Linked DNA regions of Salmo salar: region 2 is linked to region 1. The links are chromatin contacts, called in public Hi-C maps. All regions are on one chromosome and are shown on one strand. The core of a region is the stretch at or near the end of the contact, and the rest is flanking DNA. Distances in the headings are between cores, read along the strand shown. Region 1 overlaps LOC106577561 (cell adhesion molecule 4-like). Region 2 holds the start of LOC106577561 (cell adhesion molecule 4-like).

Evidence for each region. Hi-C and Micro-C count contacts between places; a contact is called where the count stands out from the background.
Region 2: a contact with region 1 is called in a Hi-C map of blood, with 2.4 times the contacts expected there. The contact joins the promoter of LOC106577561 here to the enhancer-like site in region 1. A contact is called at or near these places in 2 of 3 Hi-C or Micro-C datasets (blood and gill).

What each region holds. Positions count from the first base shown.
Region 1 is chrssa02:24,625,827-24,630,353 of Ssal_v3.1, reverse strand. The region is part of intron 1 of LOC106577561 (cell adhesion molecule 4-like); the gene reads left to right. Among protein-coding and RNA genes, the nearest start is that of LOC106577561, 44 kb to the left of the region's middle. Within about 2 kb of position 3,178, at least 1 of the 13 cell types and tissues checked has an H3K27ac peak or open chromatin away from gene starts, as enhancers often do.
Region 2 is chrssa02:24,669,927-24,674,751 of Ssal_v3.1, reverse strand. LOC106577561 (cell adhesion molecule 4-like) reads left to right here and starts at 2,688. Exons shown (of 9, transcript XM_045713019.1): 1 at 2,688-2,998. The coding sequence starts at 2,926.

The DNA.
Region 1 (4,527 bases), core at 1,929-4,428:
ACTCCATTACGTTCATAATTTCCTCCCCTTTATATGTCACTCTCCCATGTTCACTCACCAGTTGGTATTGTTGTTGTGTATCGGCGTTCTGCCTTATGTTAGTGTCATGTTCTTGGTTTTGTTGTTTTATTAAAACGTTTCACCTTGTTCCAACTCACTGCCCCATCATTACTATAGGCAGTTGGCTGTCTAATTATTGCAACTTTGTAACTCTTCAATGTGAGTAGTTGGCAACATTGTTTCATTTCCAAGTGCTACTGAATAAGCTCAACAGAAATGCACCAATTGCGTATGATACAAATCATTACTCTACTGTATCAATCCAGTCCAAATATTTATACTATACACGACACAGGGTAGTCAAATGTTAATCTTGCCTAGAGCCGGCAGCAGAACTGCTTGGACCGGGCCTGACAACACTGTAATTTGCCTCTAATTGACTTGCGCTTGCAGCTAACCTTGGCCTGCTCAAAGTGAGCCACTGCTGATGGGAAGTCAAAACTGTCCAACTCCTTGGAGCAGCTTGATGTGCATCAGTCTCGTTACTTTGTCTTCAAGAAGCCCCGATCTTGTGGAGGTCCTTACTCTGTTTTTGAGAAAGAGTCCCCTTTCGGCGGGCACACTGGAAACGGGGCTAATCAACTCAATCTTTTCCAATGTTGCCCAGTTGGGGTAGACTTAGCTGAAGTCCCTTGTGAGGACCTCGAGTCTTTTGCGTGAGTAAAAATAGAAACACAAACCAACACTAATTTCCCAGCAGCTTGAGGATTTATTATCCTCTGAAGTATATTTGCCATTGAAGTTTGAGCACATCGACTGGCATTTACATCAATTAATAAAAAGCATTATTTTGTAATGGATTGTTTTTCTTCTCCTGGACAACCATGTGACCTGATAACATATTTTTTGGGCCAAAAGCTGGGATTTTCCGGCTAACGGAAACCCTGGTATACACTGGTTGTTTACGAAGCATGTGACAAATAAAATTGATTATGAACGCAGCATTCCTGAACGGCTATAACCAGTTTTTCCAGATTTGTATTTTATTTTTATTTCACCTTTATTTAACCAGGTAGGCTAGTTGAGAACAAGTTCTCATTTACAACAGGTCGTAGTTCAGGTCACATGGTTAGGAAATACTATCTCATTGGTCAGCAGACAGGAACTAAAGGGTCCATTGGAAAACAACACAATAAACAAAACCCTACAATGACTTCTCACTGAATACCTCAATCAATGGTGAATTGCATTGCTGAGAAGGATTGTTAGTGTTCATTTTCAGGCCTGTGATAGAGGCACTGTATGTCTGCAGCTCATAAGCTATGTCACACTATGACAGGTAATCACTATTACACTCCGCCTTTCCATTTGGGTAACTGATCATCACTACATATAAAACCACCCCTGATCGTGATTTGTGCCATCGATTAAAACGCAGGAGGGAAACATTGGAGAGATGTTCGCAAGAACTAACAACGCTAGGCGGGGAGAGAGATGGGGGGGGGGCTTGGGCGAGGAGTGCGATGATAGGTGGGTTGAGTGGTAAAGGAGTGGGGTGAGGGGGGTGCAAGACAGACATAAAATACAGAAACGTGTCCTTATATGGAAATGCAGGGGAATGGGCCTGGGCTGGTTCTGTGACAGATAGGAAGAATGACAGCTGTGTGGGCCAATCAATAAGGGCCCACAGCGCAGCCCTGTCAAACAGATGGCAAATTGGAGAGCGGGGTGACACTAAGACAAATTGACACAATCAGATACACAGAGACGGACAGGCGTGATGTGTGAAACACACACAGACAGACATACACTCTGGAAACAAATAACCAAATCTACTGGGAGGGAGGGAGAGATCATCAGGGATGCAAAGGCCAAAGCCTTCAACCTGTCTGTGTTGGGACTATTTTCTCTCCCTCTTGTACCTGTGTTGATCACGTTTCCTGTCTTCCCCTTCTTTCTCTCACACCTTCCCCTTTGCGGCCACACATACATTTTACAGTGTCAATCTGGGTTGTGCCCTTATCTTCTCTGTCCTCCCTCCTCCTCATTCTCCTCATTTGGTTGCCTCTCTTTTTCACTTTGTTTCTTTCTTTTTCCTCTACTGGCTTCTGGTGGGTTTTTGTTTGGGTGCGAGGCATCGGTCACTGTGTGGGTAGTGTGTGTGTGTGTTTGTGTGTGCGTGTGTCTCTGTGCCTCTGTCTGTGCCATGTTGTTGTTGTGTGTCTGCTGTGCCTGTTTGTGTATGTATTCAGCAAGCACCATTTGTCTCTGTTGTTTGTTTGCGAAAGCAGGAAGATAAATGTAATTAGATAAATGAAATTGCACTGTTCCCTTTATCTCCTCTCTCTCTCCCACTCTGTTCTCCCTAATCCATCTCTTGCTGCTCTTCTCATTCTCTCTCACTCTTTTGCCCTTCCAGTCCCTCTTTCTCCTTCTCTCGCTCTCCATCTCTCCCGGACGTATTTTCATTTGCAGGGTGTGAAAGTTGCTGTTTGAATAAGCATATTTGTCCTGCTTAATAGTATGCCTCCTCACTCCAGTCCGTCATTTAGCTTATTCTCCTTATCTTCTGTAAACACACACATTCCTCTTGCTATCTCTGGGCTTCTCTCTTTCTCTCTAGGCTTCTTCTCTCTCTGGCTTTCTCTTTCGACCCACCGCTCTGCCCATTTCCAACACCCAAGTTTATCAAAATAGTACTAATAAACAACATACTGGGTTTAGCATGTGGCTATTACACCAACAGTAGAACTCTTAGAGTGACTGGCTTTAAAAAGCAACGGATCGTTGTGATAACAGCTAGTTACTAAACAGTTATTCTGGTGTCAAAATTCACTATAAAGTGTAAATAGGATCATTTTGGTCATAAAGTCGGTGCATCACAACAGGTAAATGAAGGTTGGGTTTTGGTTTGATTATGTCCGTTTGTCCACTGACATGGGGTGAACAGCTGTGGTGATCGCTCTCTATCCAATAGCATAGACAGTGAGACAGACCTGCCCAGCAGCTCTGACTTTGTTTACATAAGACAACCCGTCTCACATTTCTTTACTTGAGAAATACTGCACCAAACGCCTTAGTTAGATGGAAAATTGTGCAACGACAACATCCTCTGCAAAAATGTCCAAATTGATTACAGATCTCTTGAGTTGTCTTAGATTCATTCTGGGGATTTTGAGGAAGTGAAATAGGCTTCCGTGTCTATAGTGGCTCATGGGTGACAAACATCCTTAACCAAACACAGAATCGGACAGGAAACACCTCCAAGATTGTAATCTTGTTTTTCTAATGAGTAACAGAAAAACACACGTGCCAATCGGCGTGTTCAGCGGCTCTTTAACCCTGTACATCAGATGGACACAGTACCAATCACGCTAAGAGTTCTCCTTTCATACCTCAACACTTGTCCCCTATTAGGAGGGTAACTGGTGTTACTGCCCAACATATTAATCATATGTTTCAGGAAATGATTTGAGTATTGCAGTTGACAGAGGAAACGTTGTACTGGAAGCTTGCCTGTTGGGGAGTTGATTCCAAAGCCATCACTACAATGTCAATGTCCTTTCAAAATCCAATTGAAGCGTGACGTGAATTCCCTAACTTGGACCTGGCTACTGGGAAAAGTGCAGATGAAGAACATCAGATGTTATACAATAAAACATTTTATAGCTGAATTAAACAACACTTGTGGGAGCAGAAAACTGTAAATATGACCTTGTTTCTAAAGTAAGGACTGTTCTCTCACGGTCTGTGAAACCCGTATGGGAATGTGTCAGGTATTTATCAGTAGGGGTTTGTTGTCGGCTTACAGGGTTTATTATTGACTTATCATCCACAGTGACCTATTTCACCTCCTTTTATTCATCGTCGTTGTCATGGAGTAAATCCCACGCACCTTCACCAGTAAGCTCAGAGGTGCCAGTGTTTTGCCCATTATTCATCATCATCACATTTCTGTACACGGATTTAAAGAGCCAACTCTGCTTTATCTATTTCTGAGTGTTTTCACGACTCCGGGACCAATGAAATGTATTCAGATACCATCTGGAGTTTCGTTCTATTATGTTCACAAATGGAACATCTTTCCATTTCCTGTTCCATTTCATGTATCAGTTTTGGAGATACAAGGTTTTCTCCTGGCAGCAACACCATCGTTATTGGCTCAACATCTGAGACGCAGCCGGAGGTAGTGTAGTGTCTCTCTCCCTCACTCTGCTGTTTTCTTACATAAGCTTTATGCAATGTCTGCTGGGAGTTTGACATGTCAATGCCAATGTCTGTCACGTGTGGTAGTATGATGAGCATTAGAATGTACAGTGAAGTAAGTGTTTACATTAGTGTAGATCGGGGCAGGGGTTTGACCATGGACTGTGTGAGTATTGTGTGTATCAGGAGCTGTTCTATGCCGTGCTCTGCCCAGCAGCTGCTAGCCTATTTGCATGTCTGCCTCCAGCAGGTAGCTATGTGTGGGTGGGTGTGTGTGTGTAATTTCATATGCCAGCATGCCACTGTGATTGTCTTCCCAGG
Region 2 (4,825 bases), core at 1,439-3,938, 45 kb before region 1:
CATCGATAGCCTCACTTAAAACAATGGGTATGTATGTGGTTACACATCGTTCATTCACCACTGCATCCTACAGCACCATTAATAACTCTCCCTCTCTCAGCCAGGCCACAACTTCATTCTTTCATTTTCTCCTCTGTTGCCTTGTAACCTTAACATATTTGCATCACCGCTTATCACTATAACGGCTCTTCTCATAACTATTTATTTAATTAAGCCTGGACTGTCTGATGTTTTATGTGTGCGTGGTTGAAGGTAGGCTGCCGTTAAACCCCAGCATCTCCTTCCCGTTATTAACAATGACACTCCATTAAAGGGTACCGTCCACGCTACAGAGCACAGCGAGGATAATGTTATTAAACTGATTATTCAAGTCTTCACTGCAGCTCCTTCTCCAGCCACCATCTGGCTTTTTACAGGCTATTTGTGTGTCCTAGCTGCTAGGTGTAAAGGCTTTGGTCAAAACTGTGTAGCCAAAAGTCCATAAAACAGTCATGCTTCATCAAAATACCATTTGGAAATTTGAAGTGCTCTTCATTCGAAATGCCAGTGAACAGTGTTTTATTTTGGCCTTTGAGGCATTTATGGGTGAAAAGTGTACGCCTTCATGGATGTTACTGGTTCAACAGGTTGGCCCAAGGACTACTAGACTACAGCGAGGTCAGTCGCATGAGGGCTTTCTGCCTCCATGGTTGTGTTTGGATAGCGCTGGCCCCTAGGCACTAACCTAGAATCAGCTTTCCCTTCTAAGGTCACCAGGTAAAGTTGAGGGCTGCCCTTAGACACTGGCATAGGGTCTGGCTTCTGACCTCATGTCAGTAGCTAAATGACTAGGGTTGGAGTAGGCTTACAAAAAGATGACCAGCTACACTTTTACCTCACATATCATATAGGAATCATTGTTAGGAATCATTGTTATTACCTTACACCAAGTATTTATCATTGTTGATTCTGTTTCCTAAGAATATCCATGCACAATATAGTGATAAGTATACCCATAACCACACATTAGTTATTACATTAGCCTATAGTTGGGTGACAAGCTGATGCTACTATGCTGCGAACTGGAGTGCAACATGTCTCAGCAAGACAGACAGCAGCAGCATACCGGTCTTTGGAAGCCTGTCTCAGTGGACATCTCCATTGGAATGACTAGAGCAGGCCACTCTTGAATAATATAGCAACTAGGGCCCGCTCAAAGACATTGTTTAGAACACATGGTCTCTATTCTGTTAAATTGCATGTATGTATGAATGTATGGGTTGAAATTAAAGTTCGGTTTTCGCTGGAGAGGCAGGTGTTCCCCCATCATTAAAATCCAACAATGCCCCATCTGGTGTGGGGGAGCCGCCGCTGACTCCCGCCAACCGGGGAACAAACACTCCGAGAGAAAGTGACAGGGGAAAATGAAACGGGACGCGAAATGCGGGGGGCGGATATTATCCTAGGCAAAACAACATGATGAAAGCGAACATATCTCGGCGTGGGACAAATAGAAATCAAAAGACAGAAGGAACGGAAGTGTGGTTGAGCGGGAGAAGTACAGAAGGGTAAATCAGTAGCCTACAATCATATCAGGCTACCCATGACTACGGGGCAGAATAATTTATACAGATGGGCCTATTATTGAGACTGAGACAGGCCACTTTTTATGTAGCAATTTTAGAGGAACATTCAGGCTTCGGGCTACAGCATTTCCATCGAGCAATTTTCAAAGCTGAAAATGAGAATGTGCCCTACTTCAAATATATTATAATTTTCAGGCTGAATTAATTAATTAACAAATACATGTTAATTATAGGCCCATGTTCCGAGCTGATCTGACATGCTATGCACTTTCCCCATCCAAAGGTGTCGCCAAACACTTACTTTGAAACATATTCATTCACGTATAATACAATATTTACTGAGGTATATTCAAAAGAAAATACAATTTTCATAATAGGTCCGTTTGGTGCCACGCTTTGACTGGAAAACTCAATTTAGGGTGCAGTGCAACCACAGCATGACGGTAAACTGAGTCTCCGGTGCTTCTTATTCAGCCGTTGTTTGCGCCCCCAAGCTCTGTCTAGAACAAGGATCTGAAACCGCTGGAGAGTTTTGTTGGTTTCATTCCATTAGCGCTATTCCAAGCGGTAATTTGCTAAAATATACCTGTTATTTAGGCTAGTGCTCTCATCTACACTACACTGATGATTTCACTTTACATTTAGAACACAAACAAACACAAGTTTTCTGTTTACTCCTAGGCTACTCCAATATCAAACTAGGTGTAATAAATTCCTTTGATCGACAATAAGTTCTATAGCTTCCATGTATATGGCCATGATAGCACATTTTAATCTTCAGCCTAGTATGTTTTGAATGTTACAATAACATACTGTGTATATATATACATATTTGTAAATGCATCTCATTGAATATCAAACAGTCTTATAATTCTAAACGTTGGCTTAACTATGCATGTTTTGTAAATACCTTTTATTTGGTAGGCTATTAATGTTTGTTATCAACCCTGCCAACCTACATTGATTGATAGTTTGTAGTATGTTTCCTCCCTCTCTCCCCTTGTTTTCTGAACCCACCCTCATCTTGATATACAATCCTCCACCTGCTCCTTGCTTCTTATTGGTCAGAGAACAGTTCCGAGTCCCGCCCTCTGCGCTTACTTTTAAATATATTTACATCTTTAAGTAACCAAGAAAAACTGTCCGAACCACAGTCGTTTAGTCACGTCCACGAGGAAAAAAAGTGGGCGTATGTGTCTAATAGTAAGCACTTTTTTTGTATGTTAAAAGACCCCAGCGAATGTTGTTAAAGAGAACAAGACACACTCCAGGCTTTATTCGCGGGTGAACCTGCGGGTTCACGTCACTTTGATTTCTCCAAGGAAGAGGAATATCAAAAAGATCAGCGGGACTATCAACGATGGCATTTACGGCCGTGTGGAACTACTCCGTTCCCTTGTCTGTCATCACTTTGCTATCTCTTGTGGGGACAGGTAAGAACATTTTCTGTTTGGGAATGATATAAAGAATGGGCTATCTGCTCGTAAAGAAAGACATCATACTTTCTGTAGGGACTTGCCCTGACCTTTTGTTGACTATTCAAGTTGAAAGGAGTGCGTGATAACCTAAACGCTAAATATCCACCGCAGGCTTTTTCGTCCTGTAAATGGGATATTTTGTCAGTGGATAGGACTGCGCGCTGCCTGCCTGGGACAGTGGTGATTGTGTATGTGTGATTACGCGCCTCCTGCGGTCTTCTGTGAAGCTTTCTAAGCCCGATGTGGTCTGTATCTCATTGAACACACATCGTTGGTGTTTAACCTACACATCGATATATTGATGCTACACGGTAGCATGGTTTATTTTATGTTTGGACAGGTTGTATTATATGCAAACATGCATTGTTACGCCCCCATATTGAAAAGAAAAAGTAAAAATCTATTGCCACCATCGTACCTTCTGGCCAGTGTTCAGATCTTATATGATATTGAAATGTACATTGCATCGCCATCATACTCCATAACCTATACGTCTTTCACTTCATCATTTGTATCGACAGAACATAGTTGGGATACACAACGGGGTTTATAGCTAGATATACGACTGTGCACGTCATGCGCATAGGATATGTAACCGCACAGTGTGAATATCGATTCAGCCACATGCCTGATCATAACAAATACCGCAGCAGAGCAGAGAATCCCGCTACTATCACACATTCCCTGTCCAGTCAGTCAATGTTGACAGCGTCCTCGGCCAAAGTCATTTTGCTTGCCTGGGTTCTGGGGACAGATAGTCGCAGTGTGCTAGCCCAGTATCCCTAGCCTCATGTGTTTGTCTGATAGAGTACTACTCATTTCCTGACATTCTCCACATTATGTGTTCTGGAAGCTTTGAGTTCTCAACACCTTATCAGCTAGTCTGATATCTATAAATGTTGTATTGCAGAATGTTCATTAAAGCCAGCCAGGCACCCTTAGGCAGTGCTGGAGACTACTATTGTCCTCTCTCCCTTGTATGTCTGTGTGCCTAGGGATAGTCTCAACCTGTTCCGTTCTGTTCCCATAGGGACAGCCTATTTCATGCTCACCATCCCATGAGAAGTGCATGTGCTGCACACTGGGGATGTGGATTAATATGACATTTCCAAGACAACTTGCTCTTTTACTGCATGGCTTTGGTTTCACCATCTGTTTGTATCCGAGAGGAATTGTTTTAGCTCAGCTTGCATCAATGTTTATTAGAATGAGTTACAATTCTCATGATTCTAACACAGGAATTAGAAGTGGGTTGTGTGGATAGTCTTGTTTTATAGGTTCCCATATGGTACCCATGAGCTATTACTAAGTTATATTACGCTGTAGTGTAGACTGATGTCATTATATTCAGTAATATTGATTATGCTTCTAGCAAGGCAGTGAATGGGTTAAGATCTTGCTTCTTACTGTAGTGTATTGTCACAGAGCGGTGCTGTGCCTGCCGATAATGTCTACTGTTGGAGAAACATTACTCTTTCCTCCATACCCCTATGTTATTGTATTCCACAGCTGCTGCTCTATAGCCAAGAGAGGGAGAGAGAGAATGATGTTATATGCATGAGTGTGTTATTGTGTGTGCATGTATCCTTTACTGGAGTAAGAGAGAAAGGTGTGTGTTTGTGCTGCTTACAGTGCAGGGTTTTGTCAGAGCTGCAGGCTGCCTTGGCTGGGGCCTGGTTGGTGATCACTGTCATTAATCAAGCTAGTGACAGGGCTTGGGGTGGGGTGGGGGGGGGGAGTCAGCCGGGGGGAGTAAGGAATCATGACATGTAACGTGGTCGA